2 separate regions of the Rattus norvegicus genome follow, and region 2 is linked to region 1. Evidence: chromatin contacts called from public Hi-C data. All regions are on one chromosome and are shown on one strand. The core of a region is the stretch at or near the end of the contact, and the rest is flanking DNA. Distances in the headings are between cores, read along the strand shown. Region 1 holds the start of Zfp51l1 (zinc finger protein 51 like 1). Region 2 has its middle 14 kb from the start of Vom1r23.

The links. A called contact is a pair of places that touch in the nucleus more often than the background predicts.
Region 2: a Hi-C map of kidney shows a contact between it and region 1, with 3 times the contacts expected there. The contact joins the enhancer-like site here to the promoter of Zfp51l1 in region 1. A contact is called at or near these places in 2 of 12 Hi-C or Micro-C datasets (kidney and liver) and 1 of 1 datasets of contacts at active chromatin or transcription factors (oligodendrocytes).

What each region holds. Positions count from the first base shown.
Region 1 is chr1:70,131,361-70,135,849 of GRCr8, reverse strand. Zfp51l1 (zinc finger protein 51 like 1) reads right to left here and starts at 2,524. Exons shown (of 5, transcript NM_001401955.1): 1 at 2,361-2,524; 2 at 57-138.
Region 2 is chr1:70,303,032-70,307,520 of GRCr8, reverse strand. It overlaps the pseudogene Tmem65l1. Among named protein-coding and RNA genes, the nearest start is that of Vom1r23, 14 kb to the right of the region's middle. Within about 2 kb of position 2,405, at least 48 of the 93 cell types and tissues checked have an H3K27ac peak or open chromatin away from gene starts, as enhancers often do. A contact at or near this core is called in kidney and liver, where this site is marked.

The DNA.
Region 1 (4,489 bases), core at 1,275-3,774:
CCACTTCCACATTCACTTGAACCCCTTGCCATCCCTTCATCAATCGGGCAACATACCTTGATCCTTAGCTACTGTCTTTGGTCTTCTAGGGAGCTTGTTCTGCTCCACGGGTGGGCAGGTCTGGGTGATCAGTGAGCTCTGCACATGAGAAAGAGATTCTTCAGCAAACACATGCATTTCTAGCACAGTACTGTGCTAGGGGCAGTCTCATGTTAGATTAAAAGTAACCATACTTCAGTCTCATGTTAGATCAAAGCAACCATACTTAAGCCTGCACCTGCAGTTCTGCTTGAATTAAAAATATAGATCTAAATCTTGTCGTTGGGTCGCTTAGCGCTAGTGGTTAGGTCACTTAGCAACCCTCCCTGTACTGTTCCTCCTGCCCACCGATTTACCCAGCCAACATCCTGGTCATTGAGCCCAGCGCATTCATTTGTGGTTATCTAACCCCACCCCACATCCTGCTTCTACCAGTATAACTTCTGCCTGAGAAAAATTAAAAATTTTCAGCTTGATCAGACCTCCTGTCTTGCTGTCCGTTCTTTGCATCTTTTGTCCCCCATTCTCTCCTAGGTGGTCCCCAGGCCCTGTCAACTGCCCTGCGGGACCGGGCAACTGCACTGTGCTCGGGATCCCCCAATTCTCATGCAGTGTCAGAATACTGAAAATATTTAAAGGCGTTTGCAGTTAATGTAACGTGCACCTCACTTCTTTTTTTTTTTTTTTTTCAGGTCTATGTTTTGTTGTTGTTTTTGTTTTTGTTTTTCCTTTTTTTTTCTTTATTAACTTGAGTATTTCTTATTTACATTTCGATCATTATTCCCTTTCCCGGTTTCCGGGCCAACATCCCCCTAACCCTTCCCCCTCCCCTTCTCTATTGGTGTTCCCCTCCCCATCCTCCCCCCATTACCTCCCTCCCCCCAACAATCACCTTCACTGGGGGTTCAATCTTGGCAGGACCAAGGGCTTCCCCTTCCACTGGTGATCTTACTAGGCTATTCATTGCTACCTATGAGGTCAGAGTCCAGGGTCAGACCATGTATAGTCTTTGGGTAGGTGCACCTCACTTCTAATCACAGCTCAGTCAAGTCTTAGGGGCACAAATGGAACTGAATAATTGGGATGAGAATATTATTCATTAGTGAGATTCTGAATTTATTATGGACTATAAAAAGGATGGAAGCGTTACACTCTCAGAGAACTCACACTTGAAGAGTAACTCGCCTCTTCCTGAGGTGGACAAGGGAGGGTGGAAGCAAACTCTTCTCACCCACACAAACCAGAGTGCTGTAATTGTGGGGCATCCTGTCTCTGTATAAAGCCTTCCCACATTGCCTGTCCTTCTGGGAGATGTCCACAGTCACACCAGTGGCTGTGAACTGACCACAAAATATAAAGCAGCAGTTTGAATCGTTGTCCTGGTACACACCTTCAATCCCAAATGTGGGGATTAAAGGCGTGTGCCAATACCACCTGGTTTATAATGCCCTAACTGTGAAAATACTGTGACCTATACCTTAAATTGCATACTGTGCATTTCGAGGCTCTAGGAACTCATCACAAAAACATGTTTCTCTTTTCTTTCTGTCTGTCCTGTTGTTGTTGTTGTTGTTGTTGTCGTTGTTGTTGAGACAAGAGCTCATCATGTAGCGCTAGCTATCCTCACCTCACTGTGCATACCAGGCTGGTCTCCAACTCAGTGATCTGCCTGCCTCTGCCCTCCCTCCCCCATGCTGGGGGTGTGTGCCAGCAAGCCTGGCATATTTACATCAGAATGCTGTATTTACATTACATAGTGAATGTCTCAGATGAAAACTAAAGGTGGATAAAGATTTTATTTTTAAATGTTAATGTTTAAAATCATATCTAAGAAACTCGTAAAAAATATACTTTCGGCTCTCCTGGGGTGCCAAGTCACCAAGAATGTCTGTGGGAATAACAAGGGAGTTAACGAGGATGAATGTAAATTCCAAGAGCTTTGTCCTTTTCACCTAAACAAAGAGAAATGGTTTGCAAACATCAAAAGATAAATTCGAATATTCTCCTAGAGTATTCTAAGAATATTTTGGCAATCAAATGAACAAAAAGCAAAAAAACAAACAAACAAACAAAAAAACAAATCAGGATTATTTCAGTTCATATGAGCTAAAATTTGTTGACAAGGGAAGAAATCCACAGCAGAATTTCAGAGCCAGACTCCTTATGAACAGAACTGAGCTTGGTCCCTTCCCACCCGGTTCCCTGCCCCGCGCTTCTACGACCTGGGAGGATCCAAGGCTGTAAGGAGGCGGTTCCAGTCGCTGCGCTACTGACTACCCCAGGATGCCCCGCGCGGCACCCGTGGCTGCCCAGAGTTTTACCTTCCCGGAAGTTCACCGTCTGTTCTGATCCAGGGTCTGCACTACGCGATTCCCCCACGGTGCAGGTCTGCGAGTTCTGGACATGAACAGGTCGTTGACAGTTCTGGCTTTGGCTCTCAGTACAACTAGCCAGGCCTCACTCAGCCGCTTCCCAGCTTCCGTTCACGTCACTCCTCTAACTCCTCCCACTCTGAACACTTTTCTACACCCCACACCCCTCTTAACAAACGTCCAACATTTTCACATACACTGTTTCCGGGTGAGTGGCTCCGCCCTGCGGAGACCAGTCCGTCCCATTCTGTGTCAAGCTGCCTTCCACACAGCTTAAGATGTCAGGCTGCACAGCCGCTCCACATGCTTGCTGCCAGCCTAGACCAGAAGTGGATCTGTTAGGACGCTGCACCCAGTATTTGACACACAGAGTGAGTTCTGAACCCTTCAGATCCAAGATAGCCTAACACCTCGATTTGACAACCAGCCTCTGGGCTACATACTTCATACCAAACAACAACAGGCTGTCCCATTCCAACACACAAACATGAGAAGCCAAAATCCTGAAATTTTGACTTGGGGAGAGACATTTAAAGAACTTGGGTTTTGAAATAAGTGTCTAAAGAAGTCAGAGATCAGGCTTTTTGCTAACAGCCAAGGGCAGAATTCATCCGCGGTGTACAGCTTTCACCACAAGATGGTGATCTTGTCCATTTACTAACTCAGAGAGGAGTCTATGACTCATACTTAAGGTGCTTTGAGAGAAAACAGAGAATTTCTTCCTTTATTCCTTTTTCTCTTTCTTTTTTAATGGAGTGATGAATGTAGACACTCTTGGCTGTCCCCGATGTAAGGTCTTAAAAAGTCAGCTATACCATCCATCTCTAGCTCTGGGAACAAGGAAGAAGAAAAGGTGGTTAGGAAATAAGAAAGGAAAGAGGAAGGGAAGGCTAAGACATTTCATTCTCTAGACTCCTACAACTATTGTAATCAATAATCAACAGCAGCTGTCTTTATCTGCCCTGGCCTCACACAAGACCATAATCAGTCTAAGAAAGCGAGGGTGCACTTTACCTCTTAGATGTTGGCTAGATAGATAGATTCATAGATTCTAGAAAAATCACTGCTTTAGTTGTCATCCTGTGCTGAGCAATCAGGCTCCAACACATAACTCCAAACCCACAGCCTTACAGATGGCTCTGGTTTATCTCAGTGGATCACAAGCAGTATGAATAGATATAAACACAGTAGAGTGACTGTTGGAACTGTAGACCAGTATAGTGGAGAGATAGGAGGTGAGTGCAGTTGGCAGCATTTGATGTGTGCACACAAATGCACATACACATTCTGTGTATATACATGTTTATGTGAGTATGAAATAGCTAATAACAGAAAGATTGAGGTAATTCATTCATTCATTCATTCATTCATTCAAGACAGGATTTCTCCATGTAAACCTGTTTTCAAAGGCAATGGTTTAAATGACCACACCAGTCCATAATTCATTGCTTAGTAGCACCAGTATCTCATGGGAATCTATCTATCTATCTATCTATCTATCTATCTATCTATCTATCTATCTATCTATCTATCGGTTTTGCAAGACAGGTTGTCCTTGAATTCGCTGAGATGAGCCTACTCTGGCTCTAATATGCTACGGTTAGTTTAGTATGAGCTAATATCAAGAGTCAGGAGTTGCCACACATTTTATGAAGATTGGTGGCTCACTGTAACTATTGGCTATAGGAGGGAATGACAGGAGTTTGCTAGACTCACTGCACAGCAGGGGCATTTAGTGCCACACCTCCCAACACCACCAGCACAAGGCTAACATCAGTCCCCAGCTTAAAAAGCTATGGTTCAGAGGCAGTGCCTTGGAAGGGGTTGGAGATCAAGCCTGCCATTTGTAGACCAGAGGCTCTGCCACGTGACGTGACACGCTATCAGCTCCAGGGGATGCAGTGGTGGTGGCTGCTGTTTCTTAGCCTGTGATATGAACCCCTGGAATCATGCTCAGCAAACCAGCATGAATTCTAACCCTTGTCGGGAACCCTGTCCACATGGTTGAAGGAAAACCCAATATTTGTAAGGAACCATTTCTCCCTGCCTTCCTAGCTGCCATCATGACTTTTATCTCA
Region 2 (4,489 bases), core at 1,156-3,655, 170 kb before region 1:
AAAATCAAATCAAATTGTAATTGTTCCTACTATTTATTCTTACACAGAGAATCTTTTAAAGTCTTCAATAGGATAATCCTGAGGAAATTATTCATAGTGGAATTCTCTAGAATCATTTCTATAACAGAATGTGGCAAAACTAACTTCATGTCCCACTTCCACTGTCACTTGAAACCCTTTCGACAACTTTGTCAATCCTCCAACGTACCTGGATCCATTGCTACTGTTGCCTCTCTCTCTTCCTTCCAGGGCACTTTGTCCTGCTCCACGATGAGCAGGTGTGGCTGTAAAGTGTACACCCTGCATATGAGAAAGAGATTCTTCAAAAAGTACCAGGATTTCTAACACAGTACTGTGCTCAGTAGAAATACAGAAAAAGGCAATAGAGGGTTCTACAAATGATTTCCCAAATGTTATACAGGACCAGCACACTGAAAATATTCCCATAACTTGAATCCTACTTCTAATCATAGCTCGATCAAAACTCAAAGGAAGAAATGGATCTGTGTTACTGGAGTGATATTATAATACACTACTATCTGATTTCATCATTGAACAAAAATAAAAGAAGCCTTACATTTCCCAAAAGTACAAACATGAAGAACAGATGAAATTTCATGAAAACTTTCTTTTTCTCTGAGGCTCTCACTTTCTTCTGTGAGATGTGAGGCTCATTCACACACAGCTCACATATTATTGGGAGCGATGCCCTTAAAACCCTCCATTAGTGATGTTAATAGTATAGTTAGAGTTAAATATGACTGGATTCATGGAAAATACCCAGTCAGCTGCAGAATACTAATGCAAATCTGGTGGTCAGGATGACTAATGATTTGATAAAGTGTGACCTTGGTGAGAAATACATCTGACGCCAAGATGCCCAATGTGATGACCTGTAACCTTTCTGAAAAACCAACATCCTGCTGACTAATAGATATGACAAACCTGTGACTTTTCTGACATCCTGTTGACATAAGCTGATTGCCTGATCTGTGTCCTCGGTCTGCCTAAATGTTTCACATTTCCCCCTTCTCTCTGTTACCCATGTTATGATATAAATTCAGCCTTGGGAAAAAATAAAATTGTTGCCTTGATCAGACTCTTGTCTTGGCGTCCTTCTTCACATCTCTTGTCCCCCATTCTCTTCCAGGTACCCTCTGCACCCTTGTTGACTGCCCTACAGGACGAGACAACATATGTACAGAGTAATTTCCCCAAGAACCCCGAGAAGGAGCAAGGAAGACTGCAAGAAACTATTGTCACCCATAGAAACAGGACTGCTGCAATCCTGCACTATTCAGCCTCAGTACAAAACCCTATGAGCGGGGTTCAGGCACTTACCCTCTTCCTGACAGAAGAAGTTCACAGTCACATCACTGCATGTCAACAACCCTGAAATTGAAAAGCAACAGTTTGGCCATTTGTCTGTTGTCAGAGTGTGTTTTGTACCCCAGACGAGATGCTTTCTAACTTTGTCCTAATATATATTGGGTTGTTTGTTTGTTTGTTTGTTTTTCTTAATGAAAACAGTGTGGCCTGAGATCCTCACACTCAACATTCATATTGTACTTTTCTGGACTCTTGAGGTGTGCCTTAAAACCTCAACATAAGAATACACATTTGTTATATTTATATCAGAGTGTATACATCTCAAATGCAAAATTAGTGGTGAGTAAAATCTACTCAATAATTGTTAAAATTTACAACCGTAACTGTGTAGCTTGGCAAAAACGGGGGGGGGAGGGGCGGAGGTTGGGGGAAGGCTGATAGGTTACAAGCTCTCTGGGACCTTAAAGTCTTTATGTTAAATGACACTCTCTTGAATAGGAAAGGGGTAGACCAAGGGCATTAGAAAGTATGTTTGAATTTAAATGCCAACAGTTTTAGTTTTTGCACAACAGCAAAAAGAACCGTGCTTGCAAACGTCAACACAGAAATTCAATCAGTGTAAGAGATGTACTTATGAGACTATCCTGGAAACCACAGATAAATGATAAAATCAGCATGTGCCCCAGTTCATACATTCTCAAACTTATCTTTAAGAGTATTATCCCTCAACAGAATTGTGAAAGCGGTATCGTTATGAGCATCAGAAAACTGAACATGCCCCTTTTACCTGTTTCCTTACAGCTTCTCTGACCTGGGAGGTTCCAGGACCGCCGGGCTCCGTTTCCCGCCTCAGTGGTGCCGACTGGTGACTCTCCCAGACCACCCCAGAAGGCTCCGGTGGCTGCAGTAAGTTATCACATCCACGGGAGACTCTGGCAAGTATAGGCCACCCAACCTGCCCAAAAATCTTGCCCCAACGTCCCTCAGAGAATGGAGGATTTTCTGGCACCTCCTTCAAGTGGTCCTTGGAGCCGCCTTTGGGTCCGCCTATTATAGACTGGTTCCGGTTACGTAGGTTCTCTGACCCAGCCCACCCATTCAAACCTGCTGTCCAGTGGAATTTTCCACGCCTTCCTAGCCGGCTTTCTTTTTCTCAGCACCCTTTTTATCAAGACACTTTCCCCGCCCCGTGGAGACCAGTCCCTCTCACTTTGTCGCAGGCTGTCTTTCACACAGCTCCAGATGTCAGGCTGCTCTGGAACAGCTCTGCACAGCCTCCCCATGACCACTGCCAACCTAGACCTAAACTGGATTTAGTAGGATGCTGCACCCCAGTACCTGCTCCCCAGCCCTGGGTTCAGAACCTTTCAGATGCAAGACAGACAGCCTAACACCTCGATTTAACTACTAGCCTGTGGGCTAGCCAGAGTCCCATCCCCAACACACACACACACACACACACACACACACACACACACACACACACACACACACACACAATGACAAGCCCAAACAAAATCCAACAATTGTGACTTGGGGACAGATATTTCAGAAACTTGGATTTTGAAAAGAAATAGATGTATCAAAAATTGAGTCATCAGCTGTTTGTTAAGAACCTTGGGCTGCATAGAGAAGTGGGGGGAAGGGGTTAGGGGGATGTTAGCCGGGAAACCGGGAAAGGGCATAACAATCAAAATGTAAATAAGAAATACCCAAGTTAATAAAGATGGAAAAAAAAAAAAAAAAAAAACCACCTTGGACTGGATTCATCCCGCGGTGTACTGCTTTCACCACTAGATGGTGGTCTTGTCATTTCAGTAGCTCAGAGGGAGTCTTCTGTAAGCTGCTTTGAGATAAAACAGAAATTTTCTTTGGAAAAAAAAATGCAGTAGTGAATGCAGAGACTTTTGGCTGTCGGTGCAGAAAATAAGAAAGATATGGGGGTCCAGCCCTAAAAATGTCAGTTACACCATTCCATCTCTAGCCCTGGAAACACCAAGGCAGAAGAATTGGTTGGGAAGTATGAAGGGAAAGAGGCAAACCCACGCCATTCTCTAAACTCCATACAACCACTGTAGTCAGTATCTAATAGCAACTGTCCATTCGTGCGCTGACTTCACAGAAGACCGCAATCTGTCCAGGGAAGGAAGCAGCTCTCTTTACTTCTCAGACATTGGCTGTAGATAGACTGTAGGTGAAGAATCACTGCCATTAGTTGTTATCCTGTGCTGATCACATCAGGCTCCAGCACATAGCTGCAAACTCACAGTCTCAACCTCAGTGGTTCCCATCCAATATAAATAGAGATAAACACGGTAGAGTGATTGCTGGAATGGAGGACGGGAATAGCACAGAGGTAGGTAGATTAGGCAGTATTTGAGTGTGTAATACATGTGTGTATATGTATACATACATATATGTTATACATATTTGAGGCACATATATGTATATATATCCATATACATATAGTATGTATATGTACAGTGTATAAGCATATATATATGCATACATAAACTAGCTAATAATAACAAAATTTCTAAAAGGCCACATCAGTCTGTACTTTCCTTTTGGTTGTATCATTATCTGGTTTAATACCAGGTACTAACTACTAGGAATTTGGACATTTCCATTTTGTAATAAGAGGTGTTAAAAGTTAAGTAGCTTTGCTGTTAAGTTCTTTGCAGTTCTGATAGAATTCTGTCAGTCTGGTCCTGGGTGGGTTTTGTTTTAGGGGGGTATTTTTTCCTGCTCCAGTCTCATTGCTACTTGTAGTTCTGTTTACATTATTTCTTACTACTTTGTTTAAATTTGGTATGGTATATGCACCTGGAACTCATCTATTTACATGAGTTTCCAATTCAGTGGACCAGAAGTCTCTAATGTCAATAGGCATAAGATCTACCCGTTCAGTCAAGACTATCAAGTAGGCTCTGGAGTTACCTTGGGTAATCGCAAAGATATGATAACAAAAGTTATATGCAATTGAGCAAGGTAACCCAAACCTTCAAAACCACCACTCAGGAAGCAGAAGCAAGGGAACTCTAAGATGAAGGCCAGCATGAACTACATAGTGAGTCTAAGGACAGCTGGCAATATGCAGATATCTTTTATCAAAACAAAGCAAAATCCTCCATAAGGAATAGCTTTATGATACCTTCTG